Regions from separate parts of the Mus musculus genome. Here region 1 is linked to region 2. Evidence: chromatin contacts called from public targeted proximity ligation data. All regions are on one chromosome and are shown on one strand. The core of a region is the stretch at or near the end of the contact, and the rest is flanking DNA. Distances in the headings are between cores, read along the strand shown.

What was found.
Region 1: a targeted proximity ligation map of astrocytes shows a contact between it and region 2, with 3 times the contacts expected there.

What each region holds. Positions count from the first base shown.
Region 1 is chr19:32,753,377-32,759,839 of GRCm38.p6, reverse strand. It overlaps Pten (phosphatase and tensin homolog), which reads right to left and starts at 2,263. Exons shown (of 9, transcript NM_008960.2): 1 at 1,317-2,263. The coding sequence starts at 1,395. It also overlaps the pseudogene Gm36566.
Region 2 is chr19:30,170,221-30,176,789 of GRCm38.p6, reverse strand. It overlaps Gldc (glycine decarboxylase), which reads left to right and starts at 1,349. Exons shown (of 25, transcript NM_138595.2): 1 at 1,349-1,799; 2 at 2,288-2,366. The coding sequence starts at 1,530.

The DNA of each region.
Region 1 (6,463 bases), core at 1,014-3,513, 2.6 Mb before region 2:
CTCTCAATTTCTGTCAACACTTCCCACTCTGCAAAAGAGGAGGGCTCTCTTTCCTACCCCTGATCATAACCAGCACCATACCTGAAACTGCAAAGATAAATGCTTTAAACCACGAACTTTTGAAGTACAAAGGCCTAACTTTTAGACAATCAGAACTATACAACGTTAAAATTCTTGGGTTTCTGTCTTATTCAACAAGCTGACTCAGTAAATTACTGCATGCAGAGAGCTAGCATACCTACAATCTGGAGCCAGTGATCCATTCCTGCCAGTTTGTCTGGATATTAGCGGGCTAAATTATACTTGACGTTCTGCACAAATCAGGCTAAAACCCACTGATAAGCCAACGAGTCAGAGCACCTGAAACAAAAAATATGAGCAGCGAATTCACGCTACTACTTAAATTTCATGTGAGAACTGAGTTTAACCTCTGCAGTCATTTGCCACACACAGCAAGCATCCCTGGACTCACAGACATCATCATCTGGGATCAAAAACTATTCGATCTCCATTCTATCAAGTGTGGCGAGGTCAAATGAATGGAACATACCACTGAAATGCAAATTTCATATCCTATCCCACATCTCATCAGGAAAGAAAGTCTAATTTAACAAAGTTCTATTAAAAGCTCCAATGATATATATTCTGGCACTATTGATTTTAAACTACAAAACTTCCAAATGCAGGCTCCAAATTTGTAATTACGTCGGTTTAAACACACAAAACTACTTCTACCCTCAAATGTGCACCGTCCATGCTGACGATGACTATGCTTATAAAGTTATGCAAATCAGTCCACAAGTCACATTTCAGAAAAATCTTCCAATGCAACCCAGGAAACTAAAAACAATCACTGCAAGATTCTGAGGCAACATGCCTACGTGCAGCACGGACTTTCATTTTAATCTCATCTACACCCTAGATCTAGGGCCCAAGTCACGATCTAATCGAAATATGCACAACCCAAAGCGTCTATTTTTTTTTTTTTTTTTAGTTCATTTAGAAGGCTGGATTGACGAGCTCGCTAATCCAGTGTACAGTACTCTGTATTACCGGACAATAGATTTTAAGAAGAGACCACAGAGCTCGACAAGAAAACAATCCGTGCCTTGACACTTGCAAGGAGGCATGAGTTCCGTCTAGCCGAACACTCCCTAGGTTGAATACACTGGAAGAGACACAATATGCACGATCTAGAAATGCGCCCAGAATTAAACGTTATAGTCACCCCAACTACAGAAATTTTTCGCATCCGTCTACTCCCACGTTATCAGAGTGACAGAAAAGCAAAGAGGAACAGCCGCAGAAATGGATACAGGTCAAGTCTAAGTCGAATCCATCCTCTTGATATCTCCTTTTGTTTCTGCTAACGATCTCTTTGATGATGGCTGTCATGTCTGGGAGCCTGTGGCTGAAGAAAAAGGAGGAGAGAGATGGCAGAAGCTGCTGGTGGCGAGGCTTCTTCTGCAGGATGGAAATGGCTCTGGACTTGGCGGTCGCTGATGCCCCTCGCTCTGCTGCCGCTTGGCCCTGGACCGCAGCCGGGTAATGGCTGCTGCGGCGGCTGCTGGATGGTTGCAGAGACTGGGCCTGCTTCTCCTCAGCAGCCAGAGGCCTGGCAGCCGAGGCAGCGGAATGGGGAGAAGACGGATAATCCTCGCAGCGGCTGCCTCCTCCGGCGGCCTCCGGAGCCCGGGCCAGGGGGGGTGCGGCGGCGGCGGACGGGAGGCTTAACACCGGCCCGGGTCCCTGGACGTGCCGCCGCCGCCGCCGCCGTGTTGGAGGCAGGAGAAGGGGAGAGAGCAACTCTCCGGCGTTCCCAGCCCTGGCAATGGTGACAGGCGACTCCGACCCCCTCCCCGGAGCCGCGGCCGCCGCCGCCGCTTCTCCCCCCCGCTCCAGGAGCGGGAGGTGCAGCCGCCGAGCCTGCGCCGGCTCCCGCTCGAGCCCACGGCTTCTTCCACCGTCTCTCTCCGAAGCTGCTCAGAAGCTGCCCGGTTAGAACAGACGACGAGGAGGCGAGGCCCGCCGCCGCTGCCGCCGCCGCCGCCCGGCCGGCTCCCCGAGGGCGCTGCCCCCGCGGCTGCTCACAGGCGCTGAGAGGGGCTCTGGGCCGTGGCCGCCGCCGTCTCTCATCTCCCTCGCCTGCGCCGGGCCTGGCCTCACAGCGGCTCAACTCTCAAACTTCCATCATGGCTGCAGCTTCCGAGAGGAGAGAGCTGAGCGCAGCCGCGTCCCGACGCCCAAGCGCGTATCCTGCCGCAGTGCACAAAGAGTCCCGCCACATCACCGTGCGCCGGCCAGCCCGCCCCCTCCGCCGCCCCGCCGGGAGAGCAGGGCGCCTCGGAAAGCCGGAGGGGAGGCGGGAGGCGGGCGGGAGGCGGGCGCTGAGCCGGGGACGGGGCGGGGCGGGGCGGGGCGTCGGAAGGGACAGGGGCGGGGAACGCCGCGGAGCATGCCCAGTGTGTCCGCGGCTCGCTCCCGGAGCTACGCCGGCTTTGGCCTCAGCGCAGAGAGACCCGGCAAAGGTACAACAGGCTGGGGCCGAGTGAGGGTGCGCTGAGCACAATCGCTGACCGCTCACAGGTGGATCGCACTAGCTGACCGCCTTGGTCGGTGCTCCGGGAGCCTCAGGGGCAGGATTATCCTTCCTGCGTCTGTCCCTGCGTTTCTTCGGAACGGCTTTCATTCCCTGCCCTGCGCTGTGGTCAGATTGCAGTGCTTCGCTAGGATTTGTCGGCGACAGTCTTTACCTAGATAACACACCTCTCCCCCTCACGGTGTCCTCAAGGTGTCAGTCTTTGCACAAAGAACAACCCCTATTGTGTCTCCCGCGTGGGTCACCTCATCGGGCTCCGGTTCCCTGCCCCGCCTCTTGCTTCCCAGGCAGCTGGGTTCATTTGCCCGAAAGATGAACGCTCCCAGCCAAGCATGATGATTGTGCATACGGGGCGTGTACATTCACATCTCCCCTGAGTTTCCAGGGCCCAAAGGACACCCCTGGTTGGACAAAGTGGGTCTCCGTGAATAGAGTGCACCTCACACACACCCCTCCACCGCCCGGTGATGAGACCCGCAGCTCCCCGCAGCGGTGGGTCTACCGGATCACAGCCAAGCTCAGTCTTCAAAGAGCTAAGCCCCCACCCCCAATCCCCACTTCGTGGCCGCTATGAAAACCCGGCAGAATTGGATCGCGATGGCCAGGTTCTGACCCTGTCGGACCTTGCATGTTCGAGGACCCGGTTACTGAGCCCGGGTGTGGAGTATGGGACGTTCGGAAGCTGCAGCCAGCGAGTGGGCGGGGCGAGCAGGCCTGGGAGGGCTCAAAGGCGAGGTGGAAGGATACATGAGCCGCGGTCGGAACTACTTTCAGGAGGAGGTCACGTGTGGTCCTAGTTGGGGAACTTTCCAAATTCCCATTCCCCTATCTGTGTGCTCCTGGGGCAGGAGCTTGGTCCCCTCTGCTCTATTAGGTGATCGCCCCCGCCTCCTTCTCCCGTGTGGTCTGCTGGACCCCTCTCTTGCCGGATCGGAGCAGAGAATAGCATCCACGAGCCGTCCGCAGGAGCGCTGTCGGGGCCGAGCGCCTGGGGAGCTGGTTACACAAGCAGCCACATCCAAGCACGTGCCCCCGCCACCCCTCTCTGCTGGCCGCCGCCGGTTTGTGCACGCTGACGCGGAGAGTCCCCAAGCTGTTCCTCCCTTTCGCTTGTAACCCATAGAGCTAGCCAGAAGGCCGGGACACGAGACTCCTGTTCTGGATCTGCCCACACCGCGCGTTCCCAACCGTGGGAGAAGAGGCCGGGCCCTAGGGGGAGGCGCGGGGCGGGGGTGGGGGGGATTGACGCATCTCCTTCGCTTAATGAGGTGAACCCTTTCTAGATCTGTACTCGCGGGGCAAAAGGGTATCTCCTGTTGCTGCTGGCTGGTTAGGCTTACCGATGTTGCAACAAACTTCCAGTCACTGCCCCTGAACTGGTGAGCGCGCCCCACCTACCGTAGACTCAGCCAAGTGACTTATCTGAGCACCTAGTCAATGGCTGTCAGCCCAGAACAAACCTGTCAAGTAAAAGCTTACTGCCGGGATTGGCTGACCTGTCGCGGTTGAGAGAGCTGGTTCAGAAATGCTGATAACTAGCGTACAGCCCCTCCTCCCCCACCAACCAGCCACAAAGCAAGCGATCACCTTGAGCTTGGAGGGAAAAAAAAAATGACATCAACTCCAATGTAGGTAGAGTTTTCTTCCTTATTGTTCTTTTCCCAGGGGACTTAATTCTCAGGATGCCAATCTGAGCCCTAAAGTATCTCTGAGTTGAGACCTAAGCTGAAACACTGGATCATTTTAGAAATCCGGAGGATAGTAGTCAGTTATGGATTTGCAATAATTGCGAGTAGGTGTCTAGGAAAGGCTAGCTGGGGGTTTAGAGTACAGGAGAAGGAAAATTTCATAGGTCCACACAGCATAGTTGCAGGCAGCCTCTGAAGTCTAGAAACCTCAAGAGGCTCGGCTCAGAGAGCTATGGGCCATTACCGAACTGCAGGACTGCTAATTAAACCGGGGATATTTACAGTTCTATTAGAGCTCTCTGAAGCTACTCAAACATTGCATTTAGATACATCCTTTAAAGATCTCTCCGCCAGAGATAGCAGCCCAAGCTAAGCCAGCGTTGATGTTTATTACAGGCTGTTTTGGGGCAAGGTTCTGGTCAGTAGAGGGAGGGCAGGGATGACCAATGAGAGCAATCTGAGAACAATAGCCGAGAGGCCTCTATTTGGTTTCTAACGATGTAAATAAATTCGGTTCACACAGCCTAATCTAAGATGGAGATCTAGTTTACACAGAATCCCCAATGTCAAAGTGTTAGCTGAGATGCACAGCAAAAACCTAAGTGGTGCTCAGCAGAGTGTCTACTACTGCTGTGGGGAAAAATAAGGATGAAGTTACATCAAGAGAAGTGGGTTGAAAAGGGGAAATGGCCCACATTCGTTCCTGTCCCCAGAGTCCCTGTTACTAGCATCACCCTCTTTTGCCTCTTCCCTGGAGGCATCTTGCGTGACATTACTCGGAGCGTCTAAGAAGCTCGGAAATCTTCCTCTAAAGAAAAAGAAAGACATTCATCCCTAAGCTTCCTGATGCCTGGCTGGAGGAAAAAAAAGGACCCGTTTCTGTTTCCAGAGCATCACTCCATAGAGCACAAGGAGGCGCATCCCAGCGCTGACCCCAGCCCACAAGCACCACCAAGTGAGGCAAGAAAGCCGAAAGCCAGCTAGCTGCTTCGCTCGGCTGCTCTGCAGGGCTGAAGGAACAGACACGCGGTGTTGGCAGGTGTGTGGGCCCCTCTGACATCAGCTGGCCACGCTGACAGCATCAGGCCTTGTTGGGAGTTTCTAAATACACCCCTACTTCCTTTCGCAGCAAATATGTTTCTGTGCAGCCTTTTAAAATTTTTTGGAGTTTTTCACATCTTTATTCCACTCAAAGGATGTGAGTAGGGCAAAAGGGAAAAAGTCCATATAGCAATTTTATATATATATATATATATATATATATATATATATATATATATATATGAAAATGTATATATTTATATGCTTGGCTGTACAGATATTACAATACACTGGTTTCCAAGTGCTTCATTTCCTCACCTGTCTGGATTTAAAACACTCAAGGGAGAAACAGAAGCTTATAACGAAGGGAGAATTATGTAAAGCTCTAGGGAGACTGACTATATAGAATAATTAGGGAGTATGATAAACCAGCTTTAATGATAGTTTCCAACAGCTGATTCCAGAACTCTATTGTTACTACATGCTAAAGATGTCCAAAGAAAATTCTTTCCCTTGATAAGTGGGACACCAAGAAGGGGATGTAGGTAATATAAATAGTTGATGTGTTGTTGTAGGCTCTGTGCAAAAGCATCTCGTGTGTGAGCACGCTGCTGCTGTAGTGCCTTTCTCCTTCCCCACATCTCTGACCCCTCAACAAGAGAGCTCAGTCTAGCGCTTTAATTTTTAAGCAAGCTTCTCTATTTTTATCAAAAAAAAGCATTTTCTAGATATATAATGGATTAGCTAGCACATTTGGCTTTGAATTTAAACTGCCCTGTTCTTCTACAGCTCTGAAAGCTTTCTTCTTATTTATTCTGTGATTTCTCCTTCTACTTTTTATTTTTAATTTACATCTATCTGTTGTTTATGCAAGCGCATGAGGGCGCATGTGCACAGGTCCTGGCACATTTGTGCACAGCAGGGGGCAACTTGCAAGAGTCTGTCCTCTGCTTTCACCCCGTAGCTTCTGGGGATCCAATACAGGTTGTCAGGTTTGATGGCACACACCTTTACCCATGGAGCCATCTTACCACCCCACTATTGCTCTTTCAAACACCACTTGCTCATGCTTTCTCCAGAAGGCACCTCTGTGAGTCCTGCAATTCCTGTATTCCAAGAGAAAATTTCAAATGCC
Region 2 (6,569 bases), core at 100-2,599:
ATGAAGTCAGCTTGTGTGGAAATTTGGCAATCCAACACTGGGTCTAAATGATTCCCTAAATATGTGCTTCCTGTAGCAATAGAAATGAAGGGATTCTTTCAGAACATTGGAGTCGTCTCCTCTTCTGACCTGTCATTTTAACCTACAAACTCATCACAGTAGTTAGCCCTCCCTACAAGTCCTTCCACTGGAAGGTCTTAACTTAGCAACTATTTGGTCTAGCAAAGACCTGCCTGCAACAGACACAGTAGTCGCCCCTGAAAGTTTAGGCAACACTGTTTCTTGTGTCTTTCCCAAGACCCAGTTTCTCTTTGCCTTCAACTCTAAGGTCATCGTTAAGGATGTGTATAAAGGTCAGATAGGCGGGTCCCAGGTTCCTGTCCTTGGGGGTCAGCTTCCTGGAGATGCTTTTGCTTTCATTACAGTATCTGTTTAGGTTTACTCAGGAAATAAAAATATAGCCAATATACCAACAGCATACTCATGCATTCCACGTAAAGGAAGACTGAATTTCAGGAATGGGTGCATATCAAACCAGTACAGAGAAGACGAAGGAGACATACAAAGGAGGGAGGGAGAAGACAGGTGCTGGGGTGTAGCTTGGTGCTAGTTGGGAGATCGGGGGTTTGGTTCCCATCGCATCATATCTCAAAAAAAGTGGGGTCAGGGGGATGGCTCAGTGATTGAGAGCACTTGCTACTCTTATGGTTGGGCTATCAGCACCCACATAAAAGCTCACAACAGCCTGTAACACCATTTGCAGGGAATCTGATGTCCACTTCTAACTTCTGCAAGCATTCGGCATGTATGTGATACACAGACAGACATTTCACCCAACACACAAATCAATAAAAAATAATATTAAATCTTTATTAAAAGATTAAAGCATAAGATATTTTAGGGGCTGTGCTCTTTGTCCAGATTTCATAACTATGAAAGAACCTTCCTTTGCCCATAGTGGTTTTCATGAGATGTGACCCTAAAGTCAGTAAGTGGAGACCAGCTAACTATTGGAGTCTTCCTGTCTTCTGTCTCAGTGCATTGCTCCAGGAACTTCACGAATGTTAGGGCTGCCCCAATGGGCCCTACAACCCGGCCAGTGGGCCTATAGAGCATCCCGAACCCCTGTGTAAGAAGAGGGATTTGGGACCTTAAACTTCCAGCATCAGGCAGGGGACTCCACCCTGCTGCTGAAGAGGGGAAAGAAGTGGGAGGAGGTGGGAGACAAGGAGGAGAGAGAAAGGGAGGGCCCTGCCTCGCCCCCGCCCTGCAACCCATTCCCATTGGCTAAAGGTTTCCTGGCTCCATCCTACTGCCCGCCTTCGGGCGCCGCTTAAAGTGTGCGGAGCAGGTGCCTGCTGAGGCGGAGGAACTTTGCAAGAGTTAGTGCAGTTCGCTGTACCCATTCATTGCCCGCAGTGGTCGGGAAGGGGATCCAGGGACTGCGGCGGCCACTCCCGGGGCATTGGGGCCAGAGGAGGGCCGGAAAGCGCTGCTGACCCTCGTGGGCTGGGGAGGTGACGGCGTCCATGCAGCTGTGTGCCAGGGCATGGGGGCTGCGCCTGGGCCGCGGAGCCGGGGGCGGCCACCGCCTGGCTCGGGGCACCGGCTTGAGTTGGGCGCAGCGAAGCCGGGACAGCAGCGGCGGCGGTGGCGGTGGCGGTGGCGGGGACCGCGGCGCGGCTGGGGCCTCGCGCCTTCTGGAGCGCCTCCTGCCCAGACACGATGACTTCTCCCGGAGACACATCGGCCCCGGAGACAAAGACCGGAGGGAGATGCTGCAGGCGCTGGGGCTGGCGGTAAGGCCCTCCACCCTCCACCCTGCCGGAGCTCTGCCCGCTGGGCCTCCCGGCTCCCACCTTGCCTTCCTCCTCCGTCCCGGGCCCCAGCTTGAAAGCGAGCTCGCTCTTAATCGTGGTGCCTTCTCCTCTCTTAACTTTTACTCTGTTCTCGCTCTTCTAAAGTGCATTTAAAAAATATCCCCAACTCCAGACGAACCCTAACTTTGCAGGAAAAGAAGACTCCCTACTTAGAGTACATTAATCCGGTCAGCTCCAGTTGCAGCTCCCGAACCCGGAGTAGCGGATTTACCATCCGGCTCCATCATTTTTTTTTTTTTTCCTCCAAAAGATTTCTGCTTCCTGATGTTTCACTTTAAAAAGAACTCTTAATTAGACGATTTAAATGAAGTTCCTACCAGCCTTTGAAGATAAACTGAAGTGGCTCTCTTAACTCAGGCTCTTTGCTCTGACTGTCCTGTTCACCAGCTTGCGTTTTTAAATTTTAGAGCATTGATGAGCTCATCGAGAAGACGGTCCCCGCCAGCATCCGCTTGAAGAGACCCTTGAAAATGGAAGACCCTATTTGTAAGTGGCCGGGAGGACTCTCAGGGGTTCCGCTGCTCTGCCTTCTATAATCTCTGTCCGGCTTTGGGGTTGGATTGCTCAGTACTTGACAGGCCCTAAACCGCTGGGATTTTTCTTCCCTGAGGAAAACCTATGTAAGCCCCTTTCATGGTCTTTATCCCTGAGTTGCTGGCGAGGCACCTACAAGCTTTCCCAAAGAAGGCTTTGCAAAAGACACGTGTTGGATTAGAAGTCTCCACCTCATGCACGCCCACCGGAAGGGCTTTTTGTTCCTTTGAGCTGAGAAGGTAGTTATCTCAGTAGATCAGGTGAGACTTCCGAAAGGACAAAGGAAATCACCTGAGGTCCTGCAGCTAGAGAAGAGACTTATTTGGAAGGGGACTTAGACTTCTCAAAGTCACGAGAATTTCAAATTGTTCTGTCTCACATCGGTTTCCCCTCTCACCCTCACCCATCTAAAGGCAGCAGTGCTTTGCAAGCCTGAATATGTGGGGTTTTTGTTTGTTTGTTTGTTTGTTTTGTTTTTTCTGAAAAGCACACAAACTCGATTTGTGCTTGGTTAAGAAATCTCAGGCTAGTTATAGGCTTCCCTTTTTAATGATTATTTTGTTTTTAAAAGATTTTCTTGCATTTATATTTGTGCACCACGCGGGCTGTTGGGTCATCTAGAACTGGAGTTCCCCACAGTTAGGGAACTCCAAACCTGGGTCCTCTGCAAGAGCAACACGTGCTCTTAGCTATTGAGCCATCTCTTCAGCCCCTCTTGGTAAAAGTGGTTTTAATGGTCCTAATGCTGTCTTTGGGTGGTTTTTTTGTTTGTTTGTTGTTGTTTTTTTATGTGGCATTGACTTCTAGGAGTCAGGGAAGAATCTAGATGTTAAGGGATGGTCAGAGCTGAAGAACTCTTAGAAAATTAAAAAAAATACCAAGCTCCCTCATCTGATAACCCCAGATCATAGAGATATTTCTCTAGGGCAATTGTTTCGTTTGCTTGCTTGCTTGCTGTTGCTTGTCTGGTTTGGTTTCTGTGAGAAGAAATTCTACATGCAAAGCTGGTTTTGTTTTAAAAGACATCCTGAGCCTATTCCGGCTGCAGCTGGGGATGCTGTACCTCAGGTTCTATGAGGGCTGCTGCCCTCCTTGCTGTCAGATGCTGATGGCCAGGGGCTTGCTCACAAAGCAAACCACCTGAGACTTGGAAAGATGGCCATAAGGAATACCTATCTCAATTTCAGGACACCAACATTCTGAGCCATCAAATGTGAGAAAAACAGAAGTTGGCTTACTTGTTTTTTGAAATAAGGACTTTCATGCAGCTTAGGCAAGCCTCAAACTTGTGATTCTCTGGCCCTTATTCATTGAGTAAAGTTATATTATGTGTACATCACAATGTGGAAAAACTGTACTTATTTTTGAGAACAGTTTTTTTTCCTGTGTGTGATCCTTCCTTCCTTCCTTCCTTCCTTCCTTCCTTCCTTCCTTCCTTCCTCTCCTTATTTTTAAGATCGGGTCTCAAAGCCAGGCGTGGTGGCGCACGCCTTTAATCCTAGCACTTGGGAGGCAGAGGCAGGCGGATTTCTGAGTTCGAGGCCAGCCTGGTCTACAAAATGAGTTCCAGGACAGCCAAGGCTACACACAGAAACCCTGTCTCAAAAAAAAAAAAAAAAAAAAGGATAGGGTCTCACTATGTGGCCCTGGCTGGCCTGTCTTTGAAGACCAGCTGGGATTAAAGGAGTGCACATCTGGTCCTAGTTGTGTATTTGTCAAGGAAGCCATTGGCAAGTATTTGTGCCAATAATTGCCTTCCTGAGACTTTTAAGAGCAGAATGTCTAGATTAGCTCCTTGTATAACATGCTCTAAGTAAGATGTTCTTTTAGGAGTATTAAGGCCTGGTGAACTGATCAGTGTTCATCCTCTCTGTCTCTTTCTGTCTCTGTCTCTCTCTGTCTCTGTCTCTCTCTCTCTCTCCCTCCCTCTCTCTTAATGGGATCTTCTTGTCCCTGTAACTGGCATGGAACCACGTAGACCAGGCTTCCCCCAAAAGCAGAGATCCACCTGCCTCTGTCTCCCTCCGAAGTGTTGGGATTAAAATGACTTGTCTTGTTGTTGTTCAGTTCAGATTTTTCTAGTAAGAGATTTATTAGCCTGTGTCTCTTGGAACAGGTCCCCTAGAGTTTGAATTCCCTTAGAGAAAATATTCTACAGTCAAAATTCTCCCTACCCCACCCCTTCCTGAAAAGCTCGCTCACTGGGCTAAGGAGCAAGGGAGAAGAGAGAGTTAGGGATGCTGCATTTACAAGACGTGGATGTTTTACACTGCTGCGTCATGGCGGATGAATGGTCTCTGTGAGGGAAGCAGGCTGGTTCCTTGTTTCCTCCAGCAGGAGCGTTTAGCAGTGGAGTAGCCTGACTCACACTTACCTTCCTGTGGGTACCAACCCTCTTCTATAGCGGAGATGCATTTGCTGTAGTGGCTGTAAGAACCGGGCTGTTGTCTTTACCACCCTCATTGTAAGCAATGAGTAGATACTTGGCTTAGCACTTATGCTAACTAGATAATGTTAAACATTTGTGGAGCGCCTCCTGTGGGCACTTTTGAAAAGTGCTTTTTGTGTATTATTTATTTAGTCCTCATTACAGTCTGTGAACGGAGTCCCTCTCTCTCCCCCCTCTGCCGTTTGTTTTAGAGATAAGGGTCTCAATTGTGTTGCCCAGGCTGGTCATGTTCATGGACTCCAATGCTTCTCTAATCTTCCCTTCCCAGATACCTGGGACTCTAGGCCCACATGACCATTGCACAGCTATTAACCCCTTTAAAAGAAAGAAACCGTGGTATACAGAGGCTCTTTAACTTGCCAGGGTCTTAGCCCGTGACCTTTGGATGGGAGCAGAATGCAAACTCAGGCCATCTGACTCCATTGCCAACCCCCACTCCCCACCCCCCAATGATGACATTGCTGTTTTCATGGTGTCCCAGGCAAAGCAGAGAACTCCTGTCCTGGCTCTTCTAAGGTGCACAAGCCAGTCATCCTTTTGTCTTGTGCAAACTGCCCCTTTGGGAATGAGACACCACAGTGAGGCTAAGTGTGGAGTTCTCAGGCCCACCACCAGGTTGAAGGAAGTTGTTATGGAGGCCCAGTGCTTGCTTGGGTGAGAAACAACCCCTTCCTGACAAACCTGGAGGATGCTGATGCAGGCAGGGACCAGCAAGTAAAGGACGGAGCCTAAGGGTTCCATCAGTCTGGAAAGAGTCTTCCTCTCCAACCCTTCAGAAAGTGAAAAATAATATTATTTATTTATTTATTTATTTATTCACATTCCTAATGCTGCCCCCCCCCCATCGCCCCAGAAAAATACTTTTATCGGTCTCTCAGTAAGTTATTACTCAAGAGAAACAAGCAATACCTCTCAGCTCAAAATCCCTTCAGCTTAATTCCACTCAGATGAATTTTTCTCTTCAGCCACAACCTTGCACCAAAATAATAAATTCCGATTTATTATTAATATAGATAATAAATCAGGTAAGAACTGTATTTTAGTGGGATCATTGGTTTCTCTGAATGCTCCATGCTGTCTCAATTATTTTCTTTCTTCTATTAATGTTGTAGTTAATTTAAAAGTACTTCAGAAACCAAACTGGTGTGTTTTTAGTTGTGCTGCTCTTTTTTTTTTGCTGTATAAAGTCATCTCAGAGGAGCCAGATTAAACTAGCCCAAACTAGCCAACCAAATGCCACAGAGATTAAAGTTTACACAAACCCACACACTGCTTTTCCTGGGCTTTGGGAGACAGAGGAGAGCCAACCCCCCAAAGCTCAAACTATTCAACTGGAGTTGAGGCGCTGAGCTGTCAGAATCGGTTCCGATGAGGCTCGTGGGAACTGAATGTTCTAAGGTGTGTCATCAGAATGCATTTTTAAATAAATGTTTAATAGAGGGCAGCGATCAAGGGGAGGGGCATTGTGCAATGCAGATGCCAGTGATAACTTTATCACCCAGAGGGGGATGTAGTCTCTAGCTGATCGGTGCACTCAGAATGAGGCTGCTATCCTTCACCAAGTCAGTACTGCCTAGAGGGCCCTCAGCCCCAAGGCTCTCAGGCATTGCTGGCTTGTCCTAATCCTTCCTAACTGAGATAAATCTGCCTCATTTATAACTAAGATTGTGGACTAGATAAAGACGAACCAAATCGAGATTATGTAT